Linked DNA regions of Mus musculus: regions 2 and 3 are each linked to region 1. A link is a contact called in public Hi-C and promoter capture Hi-C data. All regions are on one chromosome and are shown on one strand. Each heading gives the region's core, a stretch centred on a gene start, on an enhancer-like site or on the middle of the called end of the contact. The rest is flanking DNA. Distances are from core to core; before and after follow the strand shown.

Region 1 (4,392 bases), core at 1,286-3,785:
CACATTTACTAAAATAAAATATTTCCTCTGCCTTTGACATACAGAGCAAAAATACAGATTTCTAGGACTCTCAGGTTCCTCAGCCACAAGGCACAGTGGAAAAATGGGACAGTAAGTTCTCTTTCAGCTTTATGATTCTAAAAGGAAGACTCTCTTTTACTATTACCATGAGACTTCTTAGAAAGGCTAGGCACCAATAAGGAAGCAGAAAAGGAAATGAGACACTTGAGGATCACACAGAGAAGCATTTTTCTGTAGGGTCTGGTGACTGAGGCACACCTGTAATCTCAGTACACAGGTGGGTGAGGTAGGAGGACCAATTCCAGGCCAACCTGGGCTATAAGCAAGGCCCTGTATCAAACAAAGAAAGAAAGGGCATCTTCCTAAAGCATTATCTTTTCCAGGACAAGCAATGACCTAAATCAATAAAACCAAAGCAGTTACTTAAAAAGGATAAAGAACCAGCAACTATAAAATTGTTTAATGAGTAGATCTGCTCTTGGTATGGTTCTCCCAATTAATCATTTTCAGAAAACTTAAGTTTGATAAAGGGAGGAGCTGAAGTTCACTTAAACTTACCTGAAACATGTAGAGTTAGTTTTAAAACTAGCATTTAATATATCTGTACAGGTGAGTGCCAGTGTACTGAAAGATCCAACTGTAATTAGGAAAAAAACAGCTCCTAAGCGAGGTGTGGCAGGAGGATCAAGAGTTCAGGGTTAGGCTTGGCTTATAAAGTGTGACCATATCCCCCCCTTCCCCCAAAAAATTAATAACTAAAAAAAAAAACACATGAAGAATCATTACATTTATTTTTATACTTCAGGCTAATTTTCCAAAATAATGGTATAGGTCAGCTTCCAAATTTTCTTTATGTTAAAAGTTCAATCTTTATGTCTTTTCGAGACCAATCTTTATTTTATCTTATAACAAGCTTTCCATTTTACCTGCTATTATGCCTCCTCAGTCAATTTTTTTCTATTATAGATCATAACCTCTTGGATTCAGATTTTACCAATCATTTTAATAGCAGGACTCTCTCTCATCTCCTATACTCAGTCTTCACAGAACTGCATACATCTTTTCTTGCCTTTTGGTCAGTCTGTGGAAATTCTTGAAATATATCTACCAGCTTCTCTCTCCAATCCCAAATCCAACATAGGTCTCTTTTCTCTTTACCATCAGTAGTCCTCCAAATAGCCCAATGACTATCCAGTTCTCTCTGCCTTCCAGCAGCTCTTACTAGGATGTTCAACTATCACGATTTCTCCAGCAGGCAAGCATCCTATAACTATAAATGACACAGCCTGTCAGGGATCTAAATTTCTAAAGTTTCTTTCATTAGCTCAGCTTTTATATTGGGAGTGTAGCTCAGTGATGTGGCATTTATCTAGTTCTGGGTTCCAGCCTCAACACCACAAAAATTAATAAATGTTTCTAACCCACACACATAAGCACACACACACACTCAAGCCCTACTCCCTTTCCAGCAAACCATTTACTCCCATTTTATTGTTAAGTGGTTACTCCCAGTGCTTCACTAAGTCTAATTCTTAGACCAATAGATAGTTTCCCTCAGGTCCCATTTGCTTGGCAAAACAAAACAATTGACAAAATCTTCTTTGGTTTTCAGATTTTACCTCTCCAGTGCTTCCATTTAACAAATCCTACTCGAAATTATTTCTCAGTCTCTGGGATATCAGTGGTCACTGTTCCAAACTCAGCTGTCTTCCTCATCACACCCCCCCTATTTCCCTAGCCTCTGGGCTCACTCCCTTGATAACAGTCCCCTAGCCATGTTCTCTGTCTTTCCTTAGGCCTATTCTCCAAGTTTTCTGATTCACCCCCTCATTCTCTGAACTTGACTCTTACACTTCTGGAAACTTTCTCTAGAACCTTCTACTCCCTAGTCTTTGCCTCAGATGTTTTCTATAACCCTCAGGTAAAAACCTTCTTACTCCTGGCTCACTTACTTGATTCCCCAAACCCGTCAACTTTTCTCTCAGTCATTCCCTATTCCCCTCAACGATGCCAGATTTCTCCTCATCTCACTGATTCACTCTTTCTCCCAGACTCATCACTTCTAGAGTTGATTCCCGTCATCCCTTAGATTATCCTTTCATTTTCTCAACCTTGTCCTTATTCCCCTTCTCCAACAATGTTATCAGTCCTCCAGTGGACTACTCCCTTAGCGCCTCACCTAGTCCCCAAATCTACCTTCTACTCTATCTAAACACCTCCAGGCCAAGGCCAGCATTTCCTCCAATTCACAGCGTCCCTTCCCGTGGCACTCTGAATGCCCAGACACCAATCTCCAATGGCCTGGGCCTGGTCTCCTGGGAGAGTGGTACAAGTCACGTACCCCATCCGCATCTTGGCTCCGCTCTGACTGCCCCCGCTGCCGGGTAGAGGAGGGCGAGAAGGTAGGCGGCCGAGGTGCATGCTTTTTTCAAGGGCCGACATCAAAGGGAGGCCGCACGTCGACAACAGTGGCCCAAGGTCCGTCCCACGATACGTGCAGTACAACCGGTCACAGCTCTCTCCTCTAACGACGCCCAGTCGCCTTTGGACAGCAACCAGCCACCGGCAGCGCCGCCTACCGCCCACTGGCTCAGTAAGCCCCGCCCCCTCGCCGCAGCGCTTCCACCGGAAGTGCGCAACAGCCTTCGCACAAAGGAAACTGGGTAACGGAGTCTGCGGATCTCTCAGACTCCTATCAGAGAACTCGACAACCCTAGCAGGAAGAGACCTCTTGAAGGCAATGCATGCTGGACAATGAAGTCCTCAAATAGTGTATCAATTTGCGCTTGCGCAGATGCAGGTGCCCTGGTCCAACTTGGCCAAGGTAGGGAAGCAAAGCATCATGGGTGTTGTAGTCCATTTGCAGGGGCTCTAATTGGCGCCTTCTTTTGGCACCGCTTTCCGGGAACTGTTGGTGAAAGAGTGTTTCTTCCTGCGTCCCAGGCTTCCCAGCGGCGCCCGTTGCCGGGGAACGCAGGCGCCGTGGGAAGGGATGGCGGGAGCGTACAGCTTAGGAGCTGGCACCTGCGTTGAATTTGTGACGAAGGGCCCAGGCTCGGGATGAAACAACGGAAAGGCCAAGGGCCTGGGGGCGGCCGTGGGCGCAAAAAGAGAGGTAACTTTATTTCTTTAAGGTTGAGAAAAGCATAAAAGGGCTAAAGAATTCTAAGGAGACTTCCACCCGCTCCGGTTAAACAAAACAAAACAAAACAAAAGAGGACGGAAGAGAGACTAACTAGGGAACCAGAAAGTTAAGAGAATTTTTTTTTTTTTTAAAGAATGGAAAGGAAGTAGCGCCTGAGGGTCGATAAATGAGGCAAGTGAGGATTAATAGATACGGATAGGAGAACAACAAAATTAAACGTGCTCTTTTTACGACAGGGATACACGTATGTGTGTTAGAGGTATTCGGAGTAGGGGGAAGGGACATAACTCTGTCCGGAAAAACCTTAGATGGTGAAAGGGTGTGTGATAGAGGACATCGTGAAACCTGTAACCCAAGCTTACTCAAAAAGCAAATAAAACCACTTATATATATATATACCCTTCTACTTCTCTGATTTTTTCCTTGGGAAGCGATTGCGCTTCATAAGAATATACTGAGATCTCATCAGGAATCAATACAAGGAGTTTTTTCAACTAAAACAGTTTGTGTCCTGTAGCATGAAGAAAAAGATCTACCATAAAGCGCAGGGATAATTCGTTGAAATGGAAACATATGTGCATATATGGACTGCTCCTCACTTAGAATGACTTGAATCCAACTTAAATCCTCTTAGTTATCCAGCTCCTATAAGGGGGCCCTATGAACCCCAGGCTGGCCTTGAACTTGATCCGCCTGCAGAAAAACTCTTGGTTTTTTTTGTTTTGTTTGTTTGTTTGTTTGTTTTGTTTTTAAGTCTTCTCTAAATCTTTCAGAAAAGGTACTGACTGAAAGGAAAGCCAGAGTTGTAACTGATCGCTTCATTTACATATTATTCATCACCTTTCTGAACTCTAGTAAGATTTGACGTTAACATTTTGAACCCAGAACCAAAGGTAGCAGCAAACCTAAAAATGTTAGTCTCTGTCCTTGACTGTATGGTCTTGACAGCAAAGACAATTTAAGAGTGAGATAAAGAGCCTGCTGTGGTGGGCTAGCCTTTAAGCCCAGTACTTGGGAGGCAGAGGCAGGCAGATCTTTGTGAGTTCAAGGCCAGCCTGGTCTACAAATCAAATCTAGGCCAGCCAGAGCGGGTTACACTGAGGATCCCTGTCTCAAAACAAACAAACAGAACAAAAAAAGAGTGAGGTTAAGAATAATGTATCTTCTCCATTATTTTATTTATTCATTTTACATCCCAGTTGCTGCCCCCTCTACCGACCTCACAG
Region 2 (4,392 bases), core at 1,214-3,713, 1.9 Mb after region 1:
CCTGGGTACAGGGAGTCTTATGTCAGGTAGGCACTGAGGGATACCGGGAGAACCTGGAGGCCAGGTCCACTTTGGTATGTTAAACATTCACCTCAGCTGTTTGTCCTGGGTCTGAATCCTAAAAGGTCTCTATCCTTTTTTGGCCACAATCTGTTGATGCTGTGTCCACCTTTCTGCCCGATTGATTTCCAGTCTGTAGTCCCCACCCCTATCACTCCTACCTAAGACTTAGTCACATCATTGCCTACTTGTTCATTTTGTGACTTGAGTTTGAGAGCTGGCTCAGAACATAGGTCTGATAGAATCTAGGTCAGGGGTTCGCCTTTTGTTTTGGCCAATTTTCCAGCATATGGCTGTCATTCAATAGATATTTGTGTGATCAAATGAACTAACATTTACCAGTAAGCTTTTCACTAAGTATTTATGATGTGCAGGTGTACATCTCAGAGACCTCTGAAAACTCACAACCACACGATAGTGGGAGGAGTGGCTATATTTAGGGCCTAACTCTGTAGACTGGCTTTGAAGGTGATACAGATAGTAGCTTCCTTCCCTCCCTCCCTCCTTCCTTCTTTCCTTGCTCCCTCCCTCCTTCCTTCTTTCCTTGCTCCCTCCCTCCTTCCTTCTTTCCTTGCTCCCTCCCTCCCTCCTTCCTGTCTTTCTGTCTGCCTTTCTTTGAGACAGGGTTTCTCTGTGTAGCCCTGGCTGTCCTGGAACTCACTCTGTAGACCAGGCTGGCCTCGAACTCAGAAATCTGCCTGCCTCTGCCTCCCGAGTGCTGGGATCAAAGGCATGCGCCACCGCGCCCGGCTTGTGGTGAGCTTCTTTACCCACTAAACCATATTGTCAGCCTTAGGTTGAACCTTCTAAGGAGTTATTCAACAATATCTAGAATAACAAGAGGTTAAGTTTATTGGTGGGGAGCGGGTGGGGAAGTAGGGTGAGGAAGGTTTTCGGTAGAAGAAACAACAGACACAAATGCTCTGAAGCCTGTTTGATGTGTTTGGGAACTTCCTGAAGGTCCATGTTTAGCGTGGCGAATAGAGTGCTTGTTTATCGTGTCTGAGGTTCTGGGTTTGATATTGTAAAAGTGTACACACACACACCACAAGAAAAAAAAAAAAGGCCAGTGTGATGGGAGATTAACAGAGTGGAGAGAGTGATAGTAGATGACGTCTGACATGTATTTTTATATCAACAGCCTAACCCTTAAGCCAGGCAGCTGTTGGGCAAATCCGTGTTCTGGTCTTCAAAGGGCTCACTCATAACAGGAGCTGGTTTATCACTGTCAGAAGAGGGACTGGGCCTAATCCAGTCTCCTGCCTCCGGTGCCAAGGACAGGGGTAGGGCACGGAGGTTTCGGTAAAGATCTGCTGACAGTACGCTTGAGAAGAGAACAGGAAGTATAGGCTTTGCTAAAGGAAGCCTGGGCGGGGTTCTCTGTTTTTGGGGCACTTATTCTCAAGTCGCTACCATCTCCTCTAACGGAATCAGAGAGATAGGAGAATGAGATGGGAGGAACCATCACGGGCTTTACCCCACAAACCTCAAGAGGGTGGGGCCTGAGAGGTGGGTTGCAAGAGCTACACAAGGGCATAGGATGTAGATCAGGGACGGGCAGGGTGTTAGGAAAGCAGATAGACCTGTTAGGCTACGTACAGGTGACGTTTTACCTACAGTGGGATGGGCATTTCATTCTGCTTTTTGGAACAATTTCTTCTTTAAACACTTGTAGCCTCTAAAGGGCTTGACTAGGGGCTTCCCTTCCCTTCAGTAACCCTCTAGAAAGGGTCAGGGCCACCTAGGAACTAGTCCTTTTGCAGTACTTAGATGTGGCCACCAGGGACCGCTGCGTACGGGAGACCGGAGGCGCGGGTTATTGAGAGGCGGAAGCCGATTGGCTGCGAGGCGCGTCGAAAGGGCGGAGCCTGGGAGTCGGGAGTTGGGGGCTGGGAGCGCGCCCCTTGGCCAAACCTAGCAGGACCATAGTCACCCCAGGCGGCTCCAGGTTTGTCATCCTAGTGCGGAGTTTCTGTCCAACCTGACTTTACAGTGGAGTCCGGAGAGCAGCGCTGCGGCCCGGAGATCCGGACAGGGCAGTAGCTGTCACCGCCGCCGCAGGCCTGAGTTACCTGAGCAACTGCGTGTCAGGGGCCCGCCTGCGGGCGGGCGTTAGAGCTGGAGGCTGGGGTGCGCACGGCAGAGGCCGAGGCCCCATCCTTGTCGCGGGGCCGCGGTCCTGACGACCACCAGCGCAGGCAGGGTCCCCAAGAGACCCCGCCAGTTGCGGGGGGCTCTGGCGGGCGCTCTCCAACAGGTTATTCCGGGATAAGCCGGCTCTGGGGCGGGCCCGGGCTTCGCTGGGGGCCGGGCGGCGCGGGGCGGGCCGGCGGTAGAGCACGCCCCCGCCCACTTCGGGCCCGCCCCGTGCCGCCCTCCCGCCCTCCCGCCCTCCCGGGAGCCGCTGTCCCGGGCCTGGCCCGTGCGCGTCCGCCTGCTGCACCGGGGCACCAGGAGCCGCAGAGGTACCGGACCCGGCGGGGGCGCTGACCTCGGCCTAGGAGTCTTAGGATCCCGGAGACATCCGTGTCTGCTGGGGCCTGTAGGTCGCACGCCGAAGCCCTAGCTGCTGAGGCTCACCGCTGTTTCTCGGGGCGAGGTCAGGTGCCCCCCTTCTCTCCTCTCTTCTCTCCCTCCCCCACCTCAGTGCGGGCGGGAGATTCTGCCCGCCTCCTCCCGCAGGGGTGCAGCAGGCTGCGGAGCTGACAGCGGCCCCGCAGCCACCCTGCTCAAACTCTCCGGAAGCAGATAGAGCTCAGGCCGCCGCCGCAGCCCCGGCGGACCTACAGTTGGACCGGAGACTCCGATCCTTCTGCGTCCAAACTTGGGGCACTTGACCTTCGCTTATCGGAGGAGGTAAGCCCGCAGGTGGCTGGACAGCTGCGGCGCCGCGAGGGCATCTTGCTTTGGAACCGTCGGCTGCACTCCCTGACTCTGGGATTTGCTTCTGGGATCCAAAGGTGTCTACAGCAGGCGCATGTTGACTGAGACCTACCGTCATGGATGTGTGCGCCCGTCTTGCCCTGTGGCTTCTTTGGGGGCTCCTTCTGCATCAGGGCCAGAGTCTCAGCCATAGTCACAGTGAAAAGAATACAGGAGCTAGCTCCGGGGCGACTTCTGAAGAGTCTACCGAAGCAGGTAAAGAAGGCCTTGCGGCGGGCTGGACTGGGCTGGGGGCTTGATTGACTCAAGACTGAGTGGCCCGAAGTGGGCACGTTGGAATCTCCGCACATGTGAGATACACCATAACACTGTGTAGTCTCAGTAGTCCAAGAAGTTCTTTCGTGTAGTAGTCATGCCTAATGTTAGTATTTCCCCAGAGCAACTTTCCTTATCCCTCCTCCGGAAGGTAGTGAGAAGCCTCATGGGGACACCTTGACTTTTTAGATCAGTAAGGTTGAGGCCCCATTCAGGACTTCTTGTCTGGAAGAGTAGCCTTCTCAGATGTTAAAATTCCTTTTAGCCAGTTTTATCACTTGAGGTATAAGGGGGTGTGTGGCAATGGTGGGTTGAGGCCACTCGGGATGGGCAGGGAAGATCAGGGCAGGGCTGGGTCTGTTTTTCTACAGCTTGGTGTTCAGGTGTGCCTTTCTGTTCTAACCACCGTGAGAACCACCGTAGTCCCTCCTTTCCCTTAGGAAATCTGTCTTTTGCTTGTGCCCATGTGAAATATCAAAGCAAGTCCTTAGATGGAATCCTGTTTACCACTAGGGACTTAAATGGCCCTTTCTTGACTTCTCGGTAATAAAAAATCCTGGGACCACTTGTTGACTTAATCCGTTTCTTCTGACTGATGAGAGTAAGGATTCCATGTTATTATTTTTAATCTGTCCTTATTTTCCCTGTATACTTACAGAGCTTTGTTTAGCAGTAGTAGCTCTGGCCAATACTTTTGCAGTAGAAAGGAACCTTTAAAAAAAATACAATTAATTTACACAAAGTTTAGAAGCTCACCAGTTCTCTTTTTCTGTTTTTCACACCCTGTCACTACAATCTGCCCCAGACTGTAGCCTGAAGGGTTGGGGACAGAAGACTAGTTAGGGTGTTTGAGGATAGGCAAGTTCAGAGAGGGGATGTCTCAGTGGGTATCTGCTGATACAAGCAGGGAAAGAATATAAAATATGGCGGTGAAGTCTTTTATGGATTGCATTAGTGGTAGACTTTTTCTTGGGCTGCCCTCTTTCAGCTTTTTTGACTTGGTTGTCTGAAATTTTAGGTGTTTCAAGGGCTGATTTGTAGGTGAGGCCAGGACTGTCCCTTATACAAGCATGGAGTTAGGGCTGTTGCTTTTAGGATTGGTCATTCCTGCATCTCCATAGGAAATCTCCTAGG
Region 3 (4,392 bases), core at 1,032-3,531, 1.8 Mb after region 1:
GAAATTAATCAGTATTACAATATTGATGTCCTAGACTATCACCACACAAATAATACTGTTTTCCCAAATGTGAATTTGGTGCCCTGCCAGTGTAATTAGATACCTAGGAGCTAATGGCTACCAACAAAAGCACAGAGTATTTCATAAGTACACAAACATCTAGTCTCTTTTCCAGAGTATTTCTCAGTTTAACTTTTCTGTATTTGCTCATTCACAAATACAACTAAGGAACATCTATGAGCCACATTACCTAAATATTAAGAAATATATGTATCTATGTTTTGGTGTGTGTGTGTTTTGAGAAAGGGTCTCATTATGCAGTTCTGACTGGCCTGAAACTTGCTATACGGACCAAGCTGACCTCAAACTCCCAGAGATCCATCTGCCTGTATTTCTGGAGTACTGGGATTAAAGGCATTCCCATCACAGCCAGCAAGATTAAAAACAAAACAAAACAAGACAAAACAAAACATAATCTAGTAAAATGTCAAATAGCTAAAATGTAAAATGTCTGCTACAAGCAGAAGATCAGGTTAAGTGCTATGGAAACTTACAAGGAAGAGTGAGTCAGGTGGTGATGCTCAAACTGAGAAAATGATACAGAAAACACCAAGTTACAACTTTTAAGACTTCAGTTCTCTTCTGTGCTTTTGCATTATTTGTTTTTAGGTCTTATGGTTTATATAAACATCAAAACTACAAGCTGATTGATATATTCAGATCAAAATGACAATTCCATCAAATCTTAAGTAGCAGATTTAATTTTATCAATGTATTTCCCAGTACCTCTAACACGTTAAGCCTCATTTTTTTCATTTTACTGAAATGAATTCAATTATTTCTTTTATCACGTGCATAAGTGTTTTGCCTGTGTATGCTCTAGTTCTCTGGCCTCAATTTCCATAACTGGTGACATTACAGGCCTGCACCACATCTATCTTGGTTTTATTCCCCACCCCACTTGGCTTTTTGAGTCAGGGTCTCTGCAGCCCTAGATGTCCTGAAACTCAGTATGAAGAGTAGGCTAGCTTTGTAGTCACAGAGTGCCTCCTGCCTTTGCCTCTCAAGTGCTGGGATAAAAGGTGTGCACTGCCAAGGTTAAAGCCAATTTCATCATTTTTAAAGTTTTGTTCTCAAAAGTCTATGTTAAGTCTGGATGTGATGGCAAACACCTTTAATCTCATTACCTCAGCGTTAGAGGCAGGTGGTCTCTTTGAGTCTGTGGCAAGCCTGGTCTACATAGCGAATTCCAGGCCAACCAAGGGTTGTCTCCGAAGTTAAAAAAAAAAAAAAAAAAAAAAAAAAGCAAAAAAAGTCCCCATCAGGGTACTACTAATCAAGTTATCTTACTATATATAAACGAACATGAAAACAGCTAAACTAGAAGTGTTTTTGAAAATTATGTCAAATGCTGGGTCCTTACCCCTACCAAATAGAGAATTGCCAATATTGGGAGACTGGAACATAGAGGAAGGGTGGAAGAGTATACAAATTCTACTAGACTTGAATCAAGACACCTGGATTCTCTTCCTCTACCTACCTCCCACTAATAAAGCCTCTGTACTTGAGGCAGAGTGGGGGCGATTGACAATTTAAACGCTTATGGCTCCAGTTACTCAGAAATTCAATCTTTCTCACCTAGGTTTACACGGAACAGAAAGAACCCTTCATTTTATTTATCAGACAATTGTCAGTGTCTTAAAAAGCTAAACACAGTTCTGACTCACTCAACCCTCTGGTTGAACCCTAGACAAAACGTGTCCTGTAGAGTGGTCAAGGAAGTGACGGGGAGACCTCACTGAAGTCCCCCCAAGGCACCACCCTGCAAGGGTCTGCCTACCGCGGGCTGCTCACCTCCACCCAGCGAATGAATGAGTAGCACCGGAGAAAGCGAGGTTCACTCAATGTGGGCTGCGACCCGAGACCCCTCCGGCCTACGCCCCACACAGTTGGATCCCCTCCCAGGGCCTCCCGAGCCAGGCCGCAGGCCCCGGGCCCCGCCCCCTCACGCAGGCCCGAAGGAGCGCGCCCGGCACGAGACTCGGCGGCGGAGAGGGCCCCGGGCGTCCAGCGCAGATGCCGGTACAGAGAGGAAGATCTACCCGCCCAGCCCCGGCAGCGCTCCCGACTTACAGCGGTGCGTCTGGAGTGAGAGCCCAGGTCCGCCCGTCACCCGCCGCTCACCGCGCGGCCTCCAGAAAAACCGTCGTCGCCGCCGCCGCTGCCACCGACCGCCGCTTCGGGCGCAGCGCGCAGAGGCCTGACTGCGTCACACGCCGTCCACCGTCAGAGATCGGCTCCGGCCGCTCCGCCCTTGGCGGCCGGGCATTGGCGGGCCGGTCCGCCACTCGAGGCCCACACCGTTATTCATTGGGTGACGATCCTTTTGAAACCGAACGTGGAGGCGGTCTCTGATTAGGAACGGAGGGGAAGAGGAGGAGCGTAAGGAATTGCCGGGAAAGGGGGGGGGGGGGGGGAAAGGAGGGACGATGGGGAGGGATGTAGAGTCCCACTCCCTCTGCCGCAACGGTTGGCTGAGAGAGGCTCATGACGTCACACAGGCCCCTCGAAGAGGGCTGGTGCGTGGCTAGAGGAGTGAGCACCAAACCGCAGTGACGCTGTGTCCAGGCCCCGCCCCCTTCCTTGGAGCGCGGAGACTCGCTACGGAAGCTCCGGCCAATCAGAAGGAAGTCCCAAGGATGACCTGGTAATTGTTCTATCCTTCTCTAGCTCCTGTCTGCGGGCAATGATGGGAAGGCTCCTTGGCCACCTAGCTTGCACTTGGAGAGCCGGAGGACCCTTCCTGGAAACCCATCAATCCACAGATTGTCTGCAGACACTCCACTCCCCACTGTTCTTTCCAGCGCAAGCCAGCCCTCGCCGTACACTTTCCCCCTCTGAATCTCTAGAATAGACCTGAGCAATGGATTTGCCTTAACAGAGCTTGAGCCCAATGAGGAGATTCTTGGCCCTTCAGCCTCAGCTGCACTTTCAGAATCTATACTTGTTCTGGGTTTCTTGCGGCCTTCTCCAGGACACATTTGGTAACCTTTACAAGTCCCGGTGAAGTTCAGGCAGTCTGCTTGTAAAGACCTTGTTACTTTGTATCTTATTTATTTTCCGTTCTATGCCTCCTCCCTCCCCTGATCTGGGCCAAAGCTTCATTTTCATCCTTTTGGTGTCTTTTCTCCTAGGATCTAGCAGAGAGCAGAAGAGTGGGCATGTTCTAGAAACCAGACCTCTCTAAATTATTGAGGTCTCACAGATAACAGGAGCTGTGTTAAAAAAAAAAAAAAAAAAAAAAAAAAGAGGTACATACTACCTCTCCACCACGTCCTGGGAAATCAATATAGAACTGAAACGAGATTTGCTAAGAATTTTAAATGATTCCCTCAAACAAAAACATCTTAAAGGAGCTGGAGAGATAGATGGGCTCAGCGATTAAGAGCACTGGCTGCTCTTCCAGAGGTCCTGAATTCAATTCCCAGCAACCCCATGGTGGCTCACAACCAACTGTAATGGGATCTGGTGCCCTCTCCTGGTATACATAAAATAAATAAATCTCTTTTTTTTTTTTAAAGACAGTAAATGGAAGAAACATAATATATTGTCGATGTTCAGTATATACTTGAAAGAATAATGTATAAATCGCCTAACAGGAAAAGCTAGTTTGAACATCCATCTGTAACCACCATCCCTAAACCACTCTGTCCAAACACCCTGCTTTTCCATCACTCCTCCTTGCCTTTACTCTAAATCAGAAAGTCATTAGGTGGGGTATAATAGCCAAGATCTGTAATTTCAATTCTTAGGTAGCTGAGGTAGAATATGAAGCTGAAAGCCAGCCTGAAATACATGAAACTGTCTTAAAAACAAAATAAACAACAGTACTCAGGGTTTTATTTTTGAATCTTTACAGTGGCTCTCTTGCCACCATCCAAACCTCTGATTTTTTGGTTCTTCAGTCTTGAAATGCAACTACATTTAAACCTGCCCTGGACATTTATTTTAGTGTTCTTAAGAGTTGGCACATAGTTGATGTACCTTACAATTTACATATTTGTTGCATAGGTGAGTGAATTATTGTTTTAGCAGCAAAATAATAGAATTGTCGAACTTCAGAATCAGAGAACCCCCAGTTTAAATCCAGGCCCAACTATGATAATATGGGGAAAATCCCCAATAATTCTGGACATCAGTTTCTTTGTCTGTAAAATAAGGATAATTTTGCTTGACTTACAGACTGTTGGGAGAATGAAATGAAAGGAATATAACATTTGATATGGTACCTGGTACACAGTTTGCCCTCAATAAGTAATAGACTGACCATTTTAAATGTTTTAAGGCATGGGTTTTGAAATGTGTCTTAAATGACTCAACAGGTGAGTATAT

The links. Promoter capture Hi-C pulls out the DNA fragments that hold promoters and counts their contacts. Hi-C and Micro-C count contacts between places; a contact is called where the count stands out from the background.
Region 2: a contact with region 1 is called in a Hi-C map of B cells, with 5 read pairs. The contact joins the promoter of Stim1 here to the promoter of Ppme1 in region 1. A contact is called at or near these places in 1 of 39 promoter capture datasets (erythroid cells) and 1 of 484 Hi-C or Micro-C datasets (B cells).
Region 3: a contact with region 1 is called in a promoter capture Hi-C map of pre-B cells, with 4 times the contacts expected there. The contact joins the promoter of Nup98 here to the promoter of Ppme1 in region 1. A contact is called at or near these places in 3 of 39 promoter capture datasets (the C10 cell line, cranial neural crest and pre-B cells), 1 of 484 Hi-C or Micro-C datasets (muscle stem cells) and 1 of 9 other capture datasets (liver).

The regions. Positions count from the first base shown.
Region 1 is chr7:100,369,361-100,373,752 of GRCm38.p6, forward strand. Ppme1 (protein phosphatase methylesterase 1) reads right to left here and starts at 2,536. Exons shown (of 14, transcript NM_028292.2): 1 at 2,363-2,536. The coding sequence starts at 2,463. It overlaps C2cd3 (C2 calcium-dependent domain containing 3), which reads left to right and starts at 2,873. Exons shown (of 33, transcript NM_001017985.3): 1 at 2,873-3,136. The coding sequence starts at 3,082.
Region 2 is chr7:102,265,356-102,269,747 of GRCm38.p6, forward strand. It overlaps Stim1 (stromal interaction molecule 1), which reads left to right and starts at 2,464. Exons shown (of 12, transcript NM_009287.5): 1 at 2,464-3,198. The coding sequence starts at 3,060.
Region 3 is chr7:102,207,885-102,212,276 of GRCm38.p6, forward strand. Nup98 (nucleoporin 98) reads right to left here and starts at 2,282. Exons shown (of 33, transcript NM_001287164.1): 1 at 2,134-2,282. It also overlaps a transcript of Pgap2 not described here.